2 separate regions of the Mus musculus genome follow, and region 2 is linked to region 1. Evidence: chromatin contacts called from public HiChIP or PLAC-seq data. All regions are on one chromosome and are shown on one strand. Each heading gives the region's core, a stretch centred on a gene start, on an enhancer-like site or on the middle of the called end of the contact. The rest is flanking DNA. Distances are from core to core; before and after follow the strand shown. Region 1 holds the start of Pink1 (PTEN induced putative kinase 1). Region 2 holds the start of Ubxn10 (UBX domain protein 10).

Region 1 (2,700 bases), core at 148-2,647:
GCGCAGAGCGCGCTCTATTGTTTACATCTTTAGGCAGCGAGAGAGCGCAGGGCGCGCAGAGCCAGAGAGATGCCAGCGAGAGAGAATGGCGGAAAACCCGTCCCCTTTTTAGGAGAGTTATATTTCGCCTAGGACGCATCACTCCCTGATTGGCTGCAGCCCATGGCCGAGCTGACGTTCACGGGAAAGGCAGAGTACAAGTAGTCGTAAAATACCCTTGGCACATGCGCAGATTATTTGTTTACCACTTAGAACACAGGATGTCAGCGCCATCTTGTGACGGCGAATGTGGGGGCGGCTCCCAACACTACCTCTGGTGGGTAGTGGGTTAAAAGAGAGGTTAAAGCATTGAAGAACCATCATTTAAAATAGGCTTTGAAGGCTGGGCAGTGGTGGCACACGCCTTTAATCCCGCACTTGGGAGGCAGAGGCAGGTGGATTTCTGAGTTCGAGGCCAGCCTGGTCTACAGAGTGAGCTCCAGGAGAGCCAGGGCTATACAGAGAAACCCTGTCTCAACACCCCCCCCCCCCAAAAAAAATAGGCTTTGAAAAAAATTAAAAATTTCACTGGATGACCAGTATTTGGTATTATGTGATTTTACACACACACACACACACACACACACACAAAATTATGCTTAAGTCAGAGACAAGCAAAAAGATTATTCAGCCTGATGTGGTGGTATATACCTGTAATCCCCACACTCCAGAGGGCCATCCTAGTCTACAGGAAGAATTCCAAGCCAACCAGGGCTATGCAAGGCCTTGTCTCAAATAAAGTAAAATAAAATGAGTAAAAATAGTAACAGGGTTAATAACCTTATTATCAGCTAGCTATTCGTAACAAGCAGTTTAAGTCATAGGGATTTATTAAGCATCTGGGTGGCTTCTGGTTAAGTCTCCCAGTCAGTCTCAGACCTCAGCTCCTGCACCCACTGGTGCATAAATTATGGCCTTTGGTCAAGATTTCCCTCCAAGATCTAAGCCCCGGAACCTCCAACCTGTCTGTACAGGAGCATGAGAGCACTTGGGAGTGGGGGAGAAGAGCCAAGGTCTTCCCTCGATAGCCAGGGCAGTGTGAACTTCAACCTCAACTCTAATACCTGCAAGCAATCTGGAAACACCACAGTCGCTTATCTACAAAATTGGCACTCATATCATGGGGGGGACAGTCAAACTAGCTAACAGGTGTAAAGGGCCTGGATCGGTGACTGATAACAAATATTAGTTTCCTGGCTCAACGTCTCATCTTAACCAGGACCAGTGAAGTTGTTCACAACCCCTCGACCTGGGTTCAAAGTGCAAACCAGCTGCACCAAGGGATGCAGGGATGAGCGGGTAGCGCCCCCGCGTGCTGCGCAGGAGAACTGCCGGGGACCGCCCCCCGCGCTTGCGCACAGGCGCCGCCCCCGAAGTTTGTTGTTGTCCCAGACGTTTGTGGCGGTGGCAGCTGGCTCCGGTCACCGCGCCACCATGGCGGTGCGACAGGCACTGGGCCGAGGCCTGCAGCTGGGTCGGGCGCTGCTGCTGCGCTTCGCGCCCAAGCCCGGCCCGCTGTTCGGCTGGGGGAAGCCCGGCCCCGCGGCGGCCTGGGGCCGCGGAGAGCGCCCAGGCCAGGTCGTAAGCCCCGGAGCACAGCCTCGGCCGGTCGGGCTCCCCCTCCCGGACCGCTACCGCTTCTTCCGCCAGTCGGTAGCTGGGCTGGCGGCGCGGATCCAGAGGCAGTTCATGGTGCGGGCCCGGGGCGGCGCAGGCCCTTGCGGCCGAGCGGTCTTCCTGGCCTTCGGGCTGGGGCTGGGGCTGATCGAGGAGAAGCAGGCGGAAGGCCGGAGGGCCGCCTCGGCCTGTCAGGAGATCCAGGTGAGAGCGGCGGTGGGCGGGAGCGCCGGGAGCGGGCCGAACCGGGCCAGAGTGTAGCCCTGAGGCCAGCCGGGCCGGGGCGGGGCCTAGGCCAGGAGGAGGCGGGGTTAGGAGAGTGAGTGATCTGGGTGGGGCGGGGCCAAATTGGACAGCAAGGGCGGAGTTAGTTGGATAGTTGTTGGGGCAGCCTCAGAATCCTAGTGGTGTAGGGGCGGGTCGTGAACCAGGGCGTGGTAGGAGCCTGGGCATTGGGAAGGGCAGGTCTCTGAGCCGTGATTGGGCAATTTAAGGGGGTGGGGTACTCGTGGACCAGACTGAGTGGCTGGTGGCATCTTAGTTATGTGTCTAAGAGCATGAGGACATGCCTAGACCTTGGGGGGGGGGGTAGGTAGATCAGGGGATAAGGCAAAGATTAAAATCTATCTATGACTTGGACTATACATTTCTTGGAATTGATCTGTTAATTAAGGCTGACCTATTTCCCATTACTGATGGCCTGATATGCCGACACTTTGCAAACAGTATGGTTTAAAAGCTGCTGATTATTGGTCTCTGTTGCACTGTAACAAATGGCTTTGAGTAAATTTCTTTTCTTTTGGGATGCATAAAAGGGGGACAGAGCCTTGATTTGTATATGTAGCCCAGGTTTGTCTTGAACTTTTTTTTTTTTTAGTTTTTCAAGACAGGGTTTCTCTGTGTAGCCCTGGCTGTCCTGGAACTCACTTTGTAGACCAGGCTGGCCTCGAACTCAGAAATCCACCTGCCTCTGCCTCCCAAGTGCTGGGATTAAAGGTGTGCACCACCACAGCCCGGCTGGATGATAACATTTGGAATGTAAAT
Region 2 (2,700 bases), core at 188-2,687, 400 kb before region 1:
AGAGTCCAACGGGACTCCTTTTAAAGCAGTTTTTTTTTTCTTGTTTGTTTGTTTTGTTTTGTTTTTGAGACAGGGTCTCCCTATGTAGTCATGACTGTTCTTGAACTTGCTCTGTAGACCAGGCTGGCCTTGAACTCAGAGATCCGCCTACCTCTTCCTCCTGAGTGTCGGGATTAAAGGAATGCGCTGTCACTTCTCAGCTTTAAAGTCATCTTAATGCCAGCTTGGAAGGAAGAGTTGATTAGATTGGAACAAAGACAGGGAGGAATTGGGCAAGTGAAGGGACAGGCTAAACTAGGGAAGAGTCTTCATTTAAGTCAAGGTTTCAACAGAAGCAAGGATATTGGGCCTAGGGAGGGGGAGAGTGTGTGTGTATGTGTGTGTGTGTGTGTATGTGTGTGTGTGCGCGCGCGCGTGTGTGTGCGTGTGTGCGTGTGTGTGGCTGTGGTTGGGAAGCACCTCAGAGACAGCTAACAGGGATGGGATCAGATGACCATTCTAACAGACCAGAGGCAAGAGAGCAATCGTGCAAAGGCTGGGAGCCCTCTGGTCTGACAGCAGACAACTAAGAAGGTTCACATTCAATGGTTTCTATTTTCCTTTGCAGAGGGCAGGAGACTGTCATCCCACAGGGAGGGAGGAAGGAAGACGGCATGTGGGAGGTTTTTAGAGGACAGATAGGATTTGAAATAGCTATTGGAGAGGGCAGGAAACAGAAGGCTGGCCAGGGAGGGCAGAGGGTCTCATGTGTGTGACATGTCATGGCTCGGTGTGGGTTGGACAGATTCCAGCTAAGGCATCCATCACACTGATGGGATGACAGTAGGGCCAGGAGGACTCTTACCAACAGAATGGCTGAGGTAGTGGACCATAGCTTCTGAGAAAGCAGTCAGGCTGCCGGCCTCCAAAACTCAAAGCTGTTGGGAAACGCGGTGAAGTGGCTGGAGTTGCTGACTGTATATAGTTAGACCCTTAAGGAGGAAATAGGAGATACAGGTGGTGATCACAAGACTGGTGGCCTGGGGGTGGGAACCCCCATGACAACATACCCTAAAAAAATCACCACCCAGATTCTAAGGGTCTCGTTTTAAAACAGTTGCACAACCCTGTTTAAAACAAGGACACTGGCAAAGTCAGGCCAAGGATTGACAGGGATTTGTTCCTGGTCCCTACCCCCGACTCCAGGGCAGGGCTCCCTCTCCCCTGAACGCACATTCCCCAGGAGACACAAGAGTCAGGCCAGGTCAGGAAGAAGAGTTCCAATGGCAGGGGTCCAGGCCCAGGGCCCTGTGGCCTCCATGGGGCAGGGCCACACCAAGGTCCTGAGCCTGGAATCCGTGAACCACCTCTGCCCCTCCGCCCTCCGTGCCCTAGTCCAATTCAGCTTGCGGTCCAGGTCAGGCAGGTTCCGGTCCCACCGGAAGCACGTGGCCCCCACCCCTTGGCGGTTGCCAGGGAGACAGGGCTGTTTACCAGCTGGTCGCAGCCAGGCACCGGAGGCGGATGGAGCTGAGCTGCGAGGTGAGAGGCCCGCTGTGGGTCCCCAGAAACTGAGAGGCAGGCATTTGAGTGGCCCTCCCCAGGGACAGAGCCAACCTGGCTGGAGCCTGAGTCTGCAGCAGCTAAGGGAATCTCCTGGGAGGGGCGTCTACAAGCCAGTCCCTGGACCCAGATCCAAAGAGAGAGAAGGGAGTCGGGGTCATGTGCAGAGGCAGGAGCTGCAGGGAGCCTCCCACAGCTCCAAGTGCCCTTTACCCAGGTCTGCATTCACGTTCCAGACCTTTCTGCCATTCCCGGAACACTCCTCTTCCTTCTGCACTTGAAGCTTTGCTTCCAGACCTGCCAGACCACGGAAATAATAGAGGCCTCTCCCCAACCCCCTCGCCCGCCCTTCTATCCTGGAATCAACCCCGGTTCTCTCTCTTCACTCACTTGGTGGCTTGTGGTTTCCCACATTGTAATCTCTGGTTTGGGGTAGCATAGCGAGTGGTTTCGATCCTCTCTCTCTCCCTCTCTCCCCCTCCATCCCCCGGGGTTGGTTCCTTTACAGAGTTTAATTTTGTAAGCCAGGCTGGGGACTATGGGGTGGCGGCAGTGGGTGGTAGTAACTGATAAACAATTTTAAAAGACCAATGCACGTGTACATGTCCCGGTATATGCCAGCAGATGGTTCGTAGGAGGGTGTATTTTGCTGCTTGCGCTGTAGGTTTAGATTTGGGCTGTGAAGTACCATGGTCTGACCCTATGGTGGCTTGTGGGCACCATTGGAAAACCACGGGAATCTTGATTTCATTTGTATCCAATGTCCCTTCCTTCCTGTTCGTGTGGTGATAATCCTAAGGAATGGGCACCTGCCCTTCTGGAGGGCAACATCTTGAAAATAGTGGCCCGTGTTTTGTTTCCTGCTTCCTAGCAGGCGTCTGCCTCCTAGCTATTGTGTTTAAGTAAACAGGCTACTTGTCTCTTCTGCTGGCAGCGTGATGGATGCCTACGCCTAGACGTTGTCAAATCACTTTGTAGTTGAGTGTCTGCCAGGCCCTAGAGGTGATGAAATAAATGAGCCATGCAGGGATTGTGCTGTCGCAGGAGCCTAGACAGAGGGCAAAGGTAGAGTTTGGGACCCAGGGTGTGTGTGTGTGTATCTCTGAAGGCGCCATGGCTGCCGTTCTCCAAACACCTGTTTCCTGTAGCATCCTGCCC

The links. HiChIP or PLAC-seq counts read pairs in DNA pulled down with a chosen protein or histone mark.
Region 2: an H3K27ac HiChIP or PLAC-seq map of large pre-B cells shows a contact between it and region 1, with 4 times the contacts expected there. The contact joins the promoter of Ubxn10 here to the promoter of Pink1 in region 1. A contact is called at or near these places in 2 of 39 promoter capture datasets (hippocampal neurons and stem cell-derived epiblast-like cells) and 2 of 115 datasets of contacts at active chromatin or transcription factors (large pre-B cells and pancreatic cancer cells).

The regions. Positions count from the first base shown.
Region 1 is chr4:138,324,993-138,327,692 of GRCm38.p6, reverse strand. It overlaps Pink1 (PTEN induced putative kinase 1), which reads left to right and starts at 1,397. Exons shown (of 8, transcript NM_026880.2): 1 at 1,397-1,860. The coding sequence starts at 1,474.
Region 2 is chr4:138,724,002-138,726,701 of GRCm38.p6, reverse strand. It overlaps Ubxn10 (UBX domain protein 10), which reads left to right and starts at 1,437. Exons shown (of 2, transcript NM_178671.5): 1 at 1,437-1,521. It overlaps Pla2g2c (phospholipase A2, group IIC), which reads right to left and starts at 1,377. Exons shown (of 6, transcript NM_008868.3): 1 at 1,214-1,377; 2 at 845-971.